Linked DNA regions of Drosophila melanogaster: region 2 is linked to region 1. A link is a contact called in public Hi-C data. All regions are on one chromosome and are shown on one strand. The core of a region is the stretch at or near the end of the contact, and the rest is flanking DNA. Distances in the headings are between cores, read along the strand shown.

Region 1 (6,831 bases), core at 1,658-4,157:
GGAAGCATGCAGCTGATGCGCCGGTGAGCTGCCGGCAGAATTGAGTCCCAACATTGAGGATGCGGCGGATGAGCTAAGATTGCTGCGACTGAAGAGGCGATTGTTGCCGGAATTGCCCCCGAAGGTGGTGCGTCCCTGGTAAAAGGGCGAGCTAGAGGCAGATGCAGAGCCTGAGTTAGAGGCACTGCCACTAAGCAGACGACTGTCGCTCAGTGCCGACGTACTGCCGTATATGGACGCATTGAAGCGACGTCGTTGGGTAAGGGAATTCAGCGACCACGTAGAATTCCGATGCGATTGCTGTGCGGCGGTGTTGCTTCTGTTAAATATTGACTTGGAGCTCTGCAGATTTCCGTAAAATTCTAAATTGCTGTTGCTGTTGTAATGCGACGGACGAAGTCCGTCGTGCCCTTCACCATTGTCGTGGTATTCGTTCATATCGCTCTCGGACTGCGAATCACCGCAACCTCCTGCGGCCGCAGACAGTTCACTTCGTCTTGTTTTTGTCTCAATGACATTGTTGTTGTTATTATTATTATTATTATTGTTGCTAGTATTGTTGTTGGTCCTGCTTATTCTCAGCAAATGATTGAGATGTTCTTCCGAACTCATGGCCGGGCCAGTCCCCGTCTCATCCATGGTAAGATCGCGTCGATGGGTTTGCTTGCCTATGAGCGATGGTCGCTTGTGGTTAGGAAGGCTGGATAGGCTGTTGTTGTAGCTGGTAGCGGTGCTGCTGCCTCCGAAAGGTATGTTCAGTGAACGGCGGATGCTAAAATGATTTAAATGATTGCCTTATAATTTTCACTAAGGTTTTCTTCTTTTTCGTCTTGGCAATAGCCTGGCTATGCAACGCCCAAATTTGAGTTTGTTTGAAACGAGCTCTAAGGTAGTTATCTTTTTGAATTCCATATTAACACTTTTAGTAAGCATGACTGCAGTAACATACCTGTGTGGCAGATCCCCGGTGCTTCCCTCGGCAGCTTCGTTGCCCGTGAAAAAGTTGTACGCGGGTTCGCGCTGCCGTTGACTACCATACAAATTGAGGTGATTGCGCCGATGTGGCGCAATGTGGCTGACGCCCTTGTACATCTGGGAGCTGGAGGAGCTGGTGGCAGCCGCGAGCGGAGCAGCAGGCGTGGATGACAAAAGGGGCAGACGACGCATGTTCGGCAAATTGACGGGGGTCTCCAGCTGAAAGGGATTCAAGATTAGTTGGGAAATGTAGACAGGATTGAAGATGTGATCTTACCTCCAGGCGTCGACGCTTGGTCTGCACGGCGGCGGACTGTTGGAGATTCTCCTGCTCTTCATCGTCATCCTCCTCATCGCCATCCTCGTCGTCCTCTTCCAGTTCATCCTCCTCGGCCTCATCCTCGTCACCGCCGGCAGCTGCAACAGCCCCGGCTCGCTTGCGCAGCAGGAACACATTGTACTCGCTCCGCCGCGTCTGTTCATCCTCGGCGGCCAGGTCGTGTTCGGCTATGTTGTCGGCCAGGGCCACCTCCTCATAGTTGAGGCCTTTGGCATCGGAGCCGTCATCAAGATCATCGGCTGCATCGGCATCCACTTCGGCTAGCATTATCCGACGGCGTCCTCGTTTCCGCTTGGTAGTGAGGCGTCCATTGGACTGGCGTGGCTGTGACTGGCGGAGATTAGCTGGGGAGGATAAGGCATCGTTCCCATCTTTGGACGACGGCGAAAACCAACCGCTCAAGGAGGCGGGCAGAATGCTGGACACGCGCATCTTCATCTTCCCCATGATGGACTGCAATTGCAATTGCACGGAAGTTGGATATTTGATGGGAACCAAGTTATCGTCGACTGTACTTACGTTGTTGCTGTCAGACTCCCGTAGGGCTCCCGCCGAGGATTCATCCTCTTCCTCCTCCTCCTCCTCGCTTTCTTCAGGCAGCTCCTTGAGCGGCGTCAGCGGATGCTTTTTGGCCAATTCGGCTTGCGAGGATTCCCTTTGCTCCTGTGCATCCTCCATTATGCCGCTTTAGATTCAGACTCACCTTTTTAGCCGGCGAAGCAACGGCACAAAAGAGAGATGCAAAAAAAACGCGAAAAAGAAGCGTTGCCGCACACACAACAAAAAACGTAAGTAAAAAAAAAAACCAAAAAAAAAGCACACACTGTTGCAATTCCTGCGAGCTAGTTTGTATGTGTAGGTGCGGATAATGTTCGCTCACTCGCTTCGTTCTCACTCTCTATCCTGCCTTCTCTCTCTGTCTGTGCGTGTGCAAAGGTGTGAGTGCGCTTACGCACGCCGTCGTGGTTTTTTTTGTTCGCGTTTCGCCGAGGTTTTACACACGCCGCGATATTTTTAAATAATATTCTGTTTGGCGCCACAAACTGGTCGCGTTTGATCAGGATTTGACTTCTTGGCCACCAATGAAGAGCAAATTCTGGGCACAAGCACTGCAAAATTAGAGGCGGGAAAAAGGATTGAATACCGAATTCGGGCGAAGCGCTCGAGGTTCTTGCTTTTGGCTTTGCCCTTACCGCTTTCCAGCATGCCGCCCGTTTTCTTCAATATTTGTTTTACTTTTGCCGGATAGATTTGATATATATTTGATATATTTTCACCTTCCTTTTGTCTTTGTGCTTCTTCCACTTCTTCCGCACACACTGCTTTCGCAATTCTTCGTTCCTCTTCTTCACGCTCTGCTCACACACACACGCGCGCAGCGATTCGGTACGAATTTTGGCGTTTTACCGCCGCGAAATCCACACTTTTAATTGCAATTTAACATTTGCCGCTGGTCGCATTCAGGTTTTCCATTGTTGCACGAGAACACGCACCACCGATTTGCAAGAAACAGAATTTCAAAAGAGCACGATTTGATTGGGGAAAAAACGCGTGTGTGGCCACAAAGTAGAGCTGGAACCAAAATCGATGTTTGTCAGATACTATCGGCGTGTCGGGCAGCGTGTGCTAATCGATACGTTGCCTGCAGCTATCGGTTACATGCACGTTTACGGTTTGGAAGTCTGTAATTATTAAATATTTTTAATTGGTGATGAACTGCCATACGGGCTTATTACTCAAGAACCGCTTCAAGTGCGACTTATAACATATGTAACCATTTGCTTGTGTTGTCATTTGAATACTAAGCATTTGCATTGACTAAAAGGAATTCTCGTTTGTATCTTTAAGTTGGAGTGAGGTATTTGTTTAGGTTTTTACTTGGCTGTGTGATAATGCAAAAGTTTAAATACTGTACTAATGTTAATCGATAGTTGTCCTAAAAAGAATTTCCAGCGAGTTAAAATTCAGCGAGTGCTAGAGTGACCACAGATTCTGCATTAGAAATAAAGCAAATATAATAAACGAACATAATATGAGCGCCAAATATAAAAGCCCTTATTAAGGTGCAAATATGACAAAGAAATTATACAGTATAAATGTTAAATAAATCTTAAAAAATGGGTTATAGGGGAAACCATATTGTTTTGGTTCAATTTTAGCAAGCCATTTTAAAACAACTTGAATTTACTACTAGATGAATCAAATATGTTACCTCTTAACGTCTAAGAAATTTACATTTTTAGGGCTGGAAAATAAATACCGCTAGTCGATATCGTCATCTTCTCAGTTTTGCCATCCCTAGTTGTTGTTATTGTGTTCGTCGTGTTGTTGTAGCACAGTTGTTGTTGTTGCTGCTGCTGGGCAAACAAGTGTTAAAAACTATTTGTGCTGCAATATTTTCAGCAATTACCGACCGCCCTCGCCGCTGTTCACCACCCAACTTAACCAGCAACCCAGATTGGAGCAACAAAATCCACAAAGGCATAAAGAATCGACTTACACAATAAAACCTTAATCGGTTGGGTAAACAACTTGATTGCTGTGAGCAGCCAGTTGGGTTAATCTCTTCGATTTGTCAAGTCCAGCAACAATGAGCCAAACGGAGGCTAGCAAGACACCCAAGATTCCGGACTCGGAGCCGGACGGATCGAAGGGCAAAGGGAAGCAACAGCTGGAAACTTACCGGGTATATGTGGTCACCTGGAATGTGGGCAGTCGATTTCCGGATAACATATCCCTCCGCCATCTGCTGGGACTGCAGGATGTGACGGTGGATAAGGACACGAAGGAGACTAATGCCCACTTGCCGGACATCTATGCGTTGGGGCTCCAGGAGGTCAATGCCCAGCCGCAGCAACAGGTGTTGGGACTGTTCAAGGAGGATCCGTGGACGCACAAGGCTAAGGAACTGCTACGCAACTACGACTATGTGGCCGTAAAGACCGAGCAGATGCAGGGGCTGCTGCTCAGCATGTTCGTGAGGCGGCAGCACGTTGAGCACTTGCAGGACATCGAGGCGGAGTTCACGAGGACCGGTTTCGGTGGCATTTGGGGCAACAAGGGCGCCGTCAGTGTCAGGTTCACCCTTTACGGCTGCGGACTGGCCTTTGTGGTGGCCCATCTGACTGCCCATGACCATATGATGGACGAGCGCATCGAGGACTACAAGCAGATACTGGAGAACCATCACTACCACGTCAAGCGGTATAGGGAGATCTACGATCACGACTATGTCTTCTGGTTTGGCGATCTGAACTTCCGACTGCAGGGCAGCGATTCCTCGACGGAAGTGCGCGAGTTGGTACGCGATGAGTCCCAGCACGAGGCCCTTATCCAGCGGGATCAATTGTATCAAGTTCGCGAGAAGTCGCAGCTGGCCTTTCAGGTTCTGCAGGAGCGACTGCCCGCCTTTCCGCCCACCTTCAAGTTCCGCGAGGGCACCTCCGAGTACGACCTGAAGCGGCGGCCAGCCTGGACGGATCGGATAATGTACGCCGTGCAGCCACTGAACCGGCAGCCCGGCATGCAGCTATCCATTGAGCAATGCTCGTATAAGTCCCATCCCCTGTACACCATCAGTGATCACAAGCCGGTGACCAGTGACTTTACCATCAAGCTCTACCCGAATGTACGGGCGCCCGGCGTGGTGTTCTCGCCTCTGTCGCTCTGGAAGATTGGGGACGAGAACACGGTGGAGTATCACAAGCAGGCAGAGTTCGACGAGGGGTCCAACGACTGGATTGGCATCTTTCCGTCGGAGTACGCCAGTTTGGCGGATTACGTAGCCTACGAGTATGTCAATCAGGCTGAGTCGCCCTCATCCTCGGACTCCAATCACCAACCGGATCCGTTTGAGACGCCCTCGCATCATCGAAGGGGTCGGCATCATCACAGGAATCGCCAGCGACAGCGTCGCCATCAGGAGGCTAATGCCCAAGAGTTGGTGCGGCTAGATTTCGCCGACGATGTGGAACTGCGTCACGGCGAGCAATACCTGTTGATATATTTCCGCAGCACCGGAGTCCGGGGCGTGACCAGTTTGGCCGGCGTCAGTGGTGTCTTTGTGGCGGAGAAGCGGCACGGCTCGCCCCATCGGACGGAGTACCATGTTGACTAGCTAGCCGAGGCTCTGGATATCTTTATTCTTTAGTCTCTGTTTCCATAACCGCCGTGTTGATCTAATTTTATTGACCTCATGTGACCGTGTTAAGTTTGCTTGTTAGCTGTTGACTCAGCGCCTCCTCTCCTCTCCCCCCCTCCAAAATACGTTAATACATACATATGTAATTATACATAATTATCGAACCAATAATATTTGTGTTTACTACCAATTCCACCTATTCCCGCCCTGAATGAATCCCGCTTTTTCGTTTGCATACATATGTTCTATTTGCTCTGCTGTCATTTTGTTATTTTTATTTGTACGGTGTCATGGCACTAGATATTTGTATTTAACCGGTTTGTCAAAAGGTTAATTACGCCACATTCACTGTCACACATCTACACTATGACACACCCTGTTGCCAGTAACAGGCAAAAACTTATTGATGAGAGCCAGGTGAGAGCTCTAAGCCAAAATGGGCAGAAACCGGAGTCTGAAAAGTGATATTTTTGAATGCCTCTCAAGTGAAATATATAGAGAAAAGGTATTATATTGAATAGAGTAGCAAAGTATGAATATAATTTTATCTTCATTTAACTACTATTTAATGTAGGCAAATTGTATTTAATTTTTTGAATAACAAAAAAGAGAAAAGTGAACTTTTTAACCATGATTCTAAACCAACCAGCTCAACTTACGAAAGATTTTTAATGTTTTAAACAAAAAGAAAAGGTTTTTCTCCGGAAACGTAGACTTTTATAAAGCGGCATGCGATGTTTTTTCCATTATCTGATTGGTATATAATCTATAAAATTTATATAAGGATAGTTTAGATAAGAACTGCACCTTAACGATAGCTGCAACCCAAGTAGACCACCAAGCAGAAAATTCAAGCAATCTGCATTGACTTCCCCCACCCACCGTACAGTGGGTCAATGGAAATCCGAACTGGCGCAGCCCTTGCCCACTCCCACTAATTGGCAATGTTTTGATGACTGACTGACTAACTGGTGGAACGTACAGTGGGCCGTAAAAGTCTGTGGTGCCCACCGTACTCGAACGATCGAATGGTGTAAACATTTTCGAGCCCATCTATGGTCCGAAAACCAAGAAGACAGAGAGCATTAATTTATGCGGGCCCGGTCAATTGAAATTCGTGTGGCTTAGTAACCTTCAGCAACTATTAGATAACTATATTACCCTCATACCAGTGGACACTTAACCAATGTATGTGTATGGGTGTGCATTTACCCACCTACCTATAAACATATAAATATATATATATATATACATACATACAGTCGTATGCCTTATCAAAGTGAACATTAATCAATTTACTTAATCGAATGAAAACGTTTACAATTGTGTAGTATTTTATGAGTACATAGGACAATTTCATGTTGGATTTCAGTTA
Region 2 (6,831 bases), core at 2,393-4,892, 190 kb before region 1:
AAAGCGTGATTACCTCACAAATGATCAAAAGCTATCAGTTGGAGCCATACTTTGGCCATACTTTCATTTTTAAAGAATAATCTTCATATTAGTTTTATATTTTTATATATCTATATATCTCAATTCTTTCTTATAGACGCCAGCACCATAGCCACTTTGGCTGCATTGATGCACTTCCGTCGACCGGATGTCTGGTATAAGGACGGCGAACTGCGCATCTTTAAGAAAAAGGAGCGCGAATTCATTCCACTGCTTTTCCACCACTATCCCGTCAGTGTAACCTACTGTGTTTACAAGAGCAGTGTGCAACCAATACTGGATCCTACGCTGCTGGAGGAGAACGCCGCCGATTCGGTAATTGTCCTGAGCTTTAACTCCTTCCAGGAGCTGTGCAGCCTGACTGCCGGAGGCACTGCACCCACAAATGCCCGCATCATCATGCAGTGTGCCCGCAATGCGGCGGTTCGTTGCAAGTCTCTGTTGAATTTCGTACGCAAAGCTTTGGCGCTGGACGAAGAGTGTCGATCGCAGGGCGATCAATCGGTCGATGGGCTGGTGGCACTGATTTTAAATACGGAGCACAAGTTGAGCTACAACAAACTGATGGGCAGACAGAAACAGGAGCAGCAACCTCCGCCAAGCGAGAAAATGCAGTTGGATAATAACGAGAGCAGTGAGACGCCTGTGGCCAACGAAGAGCCGTCCAAAGAGGAAAGTGCTGGCGCACCGATGGACACCAGCGACTGGCTGCCACACGATGAGGACTCCCAGGAACTGCCCATGCGCTCGGAAGCAAGCCCATCGAAGGCAGGCCTTAAAGGCAAACAAAGTCGCGGCAAATACAAGGCGAACAAAAAGACACCGCCGAGGAAGCAAAGTAAGTTGGCAATCATGGCTGGAGTCCCATTAATAACGCATTGATTCTTCTCCAGATCACAGCGACTCCGAGGAGGAAGCCAAGCGATACATCTAGCCGTTGTGATAGTCGTGTAGTTAAGAGAAAATGCTTTCTATTAAGTTTTATTTAGGCTTATATGTATGGCTAAAATCAGTCTAGGCTTTAACATAAATCGTTTAATGCGTAATTCCAATTGATTTGTGGAACCGATGTTCGTCTAAGTTAGGCTTAAACTAGAGCTCTAAATATATCTCCAAACCGCCGGGGCAAACGACACGATGTTTTAGTTTAAATATTGCAAATTATTTCGTTCGTTATTTCTCTGTTTGTAGCGATAATTGGTATTGGCTTCCGGATTCAATTTGCTTTCACATTGAAGTCTAATTGTGTTTTGATTCGCTTAAAGTATCTGGTTACTACTAACTGATGTCTAGCCAGAGCCCCACTTCACTTAACATGATGTATAATACAAACGATCAAATAAACATGTCTTTAAGCCTAAGAATACGAATTGCTATTTGATTGAGTGTGTTGTGTTTTCTGTTAATTCTCTTGTAAATTTACATAGTTTATTTAATGTAGTGCGTGTATAAAGAGCTATTAACAACGGACCAAGGCTACAAATAGTTTTTGTAAATTTCTTTTTTAATATTAGACTCACTTTCGCAACATACTAGTTTATTTATTTTTAATTTTTGTTTGTTTTGTTTTTCGTGGGAGCACCAGTTGCCTTCTTCCTTACGTTCTTTCATTGCTGTTTTACTTTTCGCATATTACTTGTGTTCCGGGGAGTCGGGGGAAAGGCTTAAGGGTTTGGGCAGTGGTGGCTTATGGGTATAGGATTGGGTTTCTTGGGGGTCACACGGATGAGGATGAGCCATTGCACTATCAATATTCTCGTTCATCCCTATTCTGGTCAACAATGCCGACGTCCAGCAAATGCAGCAACAATGTGAGAAGTTTGGTTGTTAATTTCTTTTGATCGGCAGTTGGCCAGCGTTAAAAGGAGTAGACGTCGTCGGCGTCCTCCTCCTCCCTCCGCCCGCCGACGCGCCTTCAGGTGGTGTCGTTGCCAAGGCCGTTCTTCTGGTCCAGCTTATTCGAGCCCATCTTCACCATGTACACGAAGAATGTGATGATCTCCTTCTCCTTGATGGGTATTGTCTTGAAGTGTTTCATAATTGTCTGCGGGAGAAGAGTAGAGGTTTGCAACTTGATTAAAACAGGGTTTAGAAAACCTTATAAAGGGCATGGCACATTTTTCTGCCTTTTCTTTAGAGTGGAGGCTACTACAAGAGGGCCAACTATGGAGCATCACGGAGCACATTAGACCAGCGTGTTACCCCACTGAAATCCGGCAACAGAAAGTGGACATAGCCTGCTCAATTCGTTAACTAGGTCAAACTTACATCCGCCAGCTGCGCCCGCTTCATGCCCTGCCTCGTTTGGACCTTGAAGTGGCGCTTGTAGCGTCGCAGCGTGCTCACGCCCAGCTGGTAGAGATCGGGGAACTCGTGCAGGTCCGTGTCCGTCTCGTTGCTGTCGTCCTCGCTGTCCTTGCGCCGACGCTTGGTGCGCACCGACTGGATGCGCTCCTTGTGGTGGTCACAGATGTAAATGTGCTGCGCGGCCGGATCGCTGCTGAGCTTGAGCCGCTTTTGGGCCACCGTCTTCTGGATGCGCTTGGAGTAGCTGGCGTAGCCAGCCTGGTTGCGACACCGCTCCATGTCGTCGATTAGGCAGCACGTTTGGTCCGTGTGCCCGCGACTGTCCTCCTCGCCGGTGCTGAATCCGTTGTTCATCCTGTTCCCGATCCTGGCCGATTGCTTTCGAGTTCCTATCCAATCCCCCTTCCTGCTCTGCTTGCTGCTTCTCTGATTTTCTCCGTTTCGCTCCTTTGTCTCCTCTTTCGTCTTTCTCACTTTCGACTATTGCTTTGCTTTGTTTCTCTTTGCAAGAAAAAAATTTTCTTTCGACAGCGCGATGTGACCAAACTGGGAAATGGGGAAATTCCTCCGCAGCTGGCAAGAGCGGACAATTTGAAACTGTTTGCAGTTTCTCAAATATCTTAAATATCAAGTGCATTTTTTTCCAGATTATCGATCAATATTTTTTAATTGGTATTAATAATCGCACAAAATATTAATTAAATAAATATTAGTTAATTTCAGTACTTAAATTTAAAAATACCGTGTACCAAAATATAGTTACCTTTTCCAGCATTGATTCCAATTCCGATAGGTACCGCACACCGGTACGATAGTTGAGCCAATTACCGTTTTTGTCATCACTAGCTCACGTTAGTGCAATGAAATTTGAATTTCCTTTTTCTCAGGCGTATCTGACTGCTTGTCTATATAGAATATTATTATACTCGTCTTCAGACCAATTCTTGATTGTAGTTTCTGAGACGGGGGACTAACAAGCATATATTTGTTAAATGCATCGACGCAAGGAATTTTCACCGTAGTGAGTTGGAGAATTAAACAGAATCATTCAAAAAGACTGGGAAAAGGAATACGCAGAATTTTCTGCAAATAAACAACGGGGTTACTGCAAACTTTTCCCAGGCACATTAAAAAAAATCTTAGCTATAACGTATGTGACAATTATATTTTGAATAAATGAATAATAATGTGACCAATGTAACGTTTTCGATAACGTATCGTACATCTTATTCAGTTGTTGCAGTACAACACTGCTAGGCAGCAATTTCCAGCCCTGGAAAAATACCAAAAAATCTACCATCTCTCCAAAAACGAAATCATAAACGCTTACCAGGGACATCATCGATTTTCTACACCAAATTAAAAGAAACCTATAAGTTATAGATTTGCTACACCAAATTGAAATAAAATCAATCTCTTCAACCTTAAGTCCTTGGCTATTTCCACGTACACGAGTGTGGCCAAATAATTCCACGACATTTGCGGATGTCGCGGTAACCTAAAACACAAAAAAAAAAGAGATTGCAATATTTCGGAGATAAAAACCCTCAAAAATGCCGCCTGGAACGCAAATTGCCAGCGACAGCGATATGGAGACCGCTCTGGAGGAGTTCAAGCAGCGCCAGGGACGCCGCAACAGCATCGGCTCGGCCAAGTACGCGTGCAGCATGCCCAAATGCGAGGCCACATTCAAGCGGCTGGACCAATTGGATCGCCATGAGTATCATCACACAGGGATTGTGAGTATAGTTAGAGTATGTTAAGTGTAAGCCAGTAGTAACGCCGCCACCACTTTGCAGAAGAAGCACGCCTGCTCGTACGAGGGTTGCGACAAGACGTACTCGATTGTGACGCACTTAAAGAGGCATCTGCGCAGCACCCACGAGCGTCCGGAGTCGGCGGCCAAGAAGACGGTGAAGTGCGCGCTGGAGGAGTGCAGCAAGATGTTCATCTCGGTTAGCAACATGACCCGCCACATGCGCGAAACCCACGAGAGCCCAAAGGTCTATCCGTGCAGCCAGTGCAGTGCCAAATTCTCGCAAAAGCTCAAGCTGAAGCGCCACGAGATCAGGGAGCACACGCTGGAGTATCCGTACAGCTGCTCGAAGTGCTCGCGCGGCTTCTACCAGCAGTGGCAGTGCCAGAGTCACGAGCCCAGCTGCAAGCTGTACGAGTGTCCCGGCTGCCCGCTGCAGTTCGACAAATGGACGTTGTATACGAAGCATTGTCGCGACTCGTTGCACGGCAAGAATCGCCATAAGTGCGACCGCTGCGATAGTGCCTTCGACAAGCCGAGCGAACTGAAGCGTCACCTCGAGGTGAAGCACAAGGAGGCGGCGCAGACGGATGAGTGCGCCACCTCCTTCACCTGCAACGAGGAGGGATGCGGCAAGAGTTACTCGTACCTCAGGAATCTACGCCAGCACATGCTCACCGCCCACTCGGGCAGGCGTTTCGAGTGCCAGGCCTTGGACTGCGGCCGCTGTTTCAGCAGTGCGCAGAATCTGGCGAGACATCTGCTCAGGGATCACAAAGATGGTGCGACGAAAAAGGAATTGAAAGCCAAGAAGAAGGACAAGAGTAAGACTGGAGAAGGGGGCAAAACTAAGTCCACATCCCGCAAGCGACGACGCGATGCTGGACGCAGCAAACATTCGAGGCTATCCAAACTGGCCTGCCTGCAATTGGACAAGGAAGATGATGAGGCGGTGCGCGAGCGACAGCCTTTGGTCCTCGAAAAGATCACCCAGTCGCTGAAGGATGACCCCGTCGAGGAGCTGCTGGCACAGACCCTGCAGGATGAAGAGGAAAAGGAGCAGGAGTAGAGCAAAAGGCCATTCAAAGGGACGGGAGTGAGAAGGTCTGGTCAAGAGGCTAACAATTGAATGACTACTTTAATTTAAACCACAACTTCTAAAAGAGAAACAACTAATTTATCAGTAAATACTTAGGATTTGCGTTCAGAAACATCCGAAATTGCATTAATTTGCATAAATTAGTAAGCTATTATTAGTAGTATTCGCCTGGAGCGAATTAGTTTATTTACTTTAAGCTTACAGTTGCAAACATTCCCTGACTTCAACTAGAGTTCCGAAACTCTCGGGCATCCAGAGAGAAAACCAATAATATCCATTGTGTATATACGCGCAAAACTAAATAAAATAAACTCCTCTAAGTAAAAATAAGAACAATATGAACCTCTGACATAGTTCTTTTGTCTGTTTCTATTTTATTAAACAATCTTCTAAAACCAAAAAAAATGCTTAATGCGCGTGGACGCGATGGCGATGGAGGACTGCAGGAGTGCGGATCGATTGCATACGAGTGCCAATTCAGGTGGCTACAGCGAGTTGATGATCTTCCGGCTTCGCATCTGCTCCATCCAGCTCTCGTACTGCTGCTCCGGCGTCTGCGGCTCCTGGTAGTAGTGCTGCGGCGGCTCGCCCTCCTCCAGGCGCACGAAGTAGTGGCAGTGCTTGTACTCCACTTTGCCGAAGCGACCGCGAGCATGCCGCCTCACGCCCTTGAAGACGCGTCCCTTGCCCACGAAGGATTCGGCTGGTAGGTAAGAACAGACAAAGATTCATCAATATAATGGTTAGTGATGAAGAAACTAATGATAATCCATCATTCATAGTGGATACATAGATTCCTTGTGCCCCTGCGGCTCACCTATCCACAGATTGCTCTTGTACTCCACGTTATGCCGCTCCACGGCTATTTGCTGGGCCTCCAGTATGGTCTCCTTCACATCGGTGGCCCCCTTTTTGAGCACAAAGTTCAGCTGCTTCAGCGCCTCGTCGACGGACATTCCGCGAACAAAGGCAGCGATGTACCACATCTTGTCCGGACTGTATTTGATGTTGCTGCGCATGTGGCAGACATACTGTGCAATGCAAGTGGATTAGAGGATTGCAGCTGGAGGGGTAACAGCAGTGCGTTCGAAATATGTATCTTACAGCATTTCTGGGCTCCTCGTCCGTTTCCTGCGGCGGATGCACGGTCTTGTTGTACTCCAGCCATTTGCGGGGTCCGTAGTTGTACTTGTTCCACTTGGCGCACAGCATTCCGGCGGAAGCGGCCGTGTGCAGGGATTTCGACTGGAGGGCAGGTGGTGAAACTGGTGATATGGCTGGTGATATTGAGCTGCTATCCGCCGATCGGAGGAGCGCTGCTCCCTGTGGCGCCTGCAGGCGCAGCTGGGACATTTGCCGGATCACCTTGTGCATCTTAGCTTGCTTGAGTTATCACAGCAAATCCAGGCAATTCAATCCGGAAGGGAAAACGCAGACTTTCCGTAAAAAAAATAATCGCGTAATCTGCCAGTGTGACCAATGGCAGCAGGTATGCCGTGGACCTAAAACGTACCGCACAAGCGGCTGATCTGCGAGCGGTATGGCAGCGTTTGATTAGGATATGTAAACATCTGGCAGCGCTATCGATATTGCTTGAAAATATATTTATTTATTAGATTTAAAAAAAAAC

Evidence for each region. A called contact is a pair of places that touch in the nucleus more often than the background predicts.
Region 2: a Hi-C map of the Kc167 cell line shows a contact between it and region 1, with 2.6 times the contacts expected there. The contact joins the promoter of CG9609 here to the promoter of Nup153 in region 1. A contact is called at or near these places in 28 of 107 Hi-C or Micro-C datasets (the Kc167 cell line, the ML-DmBG3-c2 cell line, the OSC cell line and 8 more) and 1 of 6 datasets of contacts at active chromatin or transcription factors (the Kc167 cell line).

Annotation. Positions count from the first base shown.
Region 1 is chrX:16,595,317-16,602,147 of dm6, reverse strand. It overlaps Nup153 (Nucleoporin 153kD), which reads right to left and starts at 2,907. Exons shown (of 8, transcript NM_132908.5): 1 at 2,509-2,907; 2 at 1,835-2,424; 3 at 1,253-1,768; 4 at 950-1,194; 5 at 1-772. The coding sequence starts at 1,993. It overlaps CG9784, which reads left to right and starts at 3,652. Exons shown (of 1, transcript NM_132907.3): 1 at 3,652-6,831. The coding sequence starts at 3,906. The coding sequence ends at 5,432. Ubc7 (Ubiquitin conjugating enzyme 7) reads right to left here. Exons shown (of 4, transcript NM_001298405.1): 4 at 6,281-6,831.
Region 2 is chrX:16,783,819-16,790,649 of dm6, reverse strand. CG9609 reads left to right here and starts at 3,642. Exons shown (of 2, transcript NM_132933.3): 1 at 3,642-4,085; 2 at 4,146-5,535. The coding sequence starts at 3,900. The coding sequence ends at 5,171. It overlaps Sap30 (SIN3-associated polypeptide 30), which reads right to left and starts at 3,367. Exons shown (of 3, transcript NM_001298423.1): 1 at 3,110-3,367; 2 at 2,308-2,965; 3 at 1,006-2,083. The coding sequence starts at 2,700. The coding sequence ends at 1,955. mRpL22 (mitochondrial ribosomal protein L22) reads right to left here and starts at 6,717. Exons shown (of 3, transcript NM_078655.4): 1 at 6,306-6,717; 2 at 6,019-6,232; 3 at 5,558-5,904. The coding sequence starts at 6,575. The coding sequence ends at 5,687. It overlaps Rrp45 (Rrp45,), which reads left to right. Exons shown (of 3, transcript NM_001298424.1): 2 at 137-877; 3 at 933-1,245. The coding sequence ends at 973.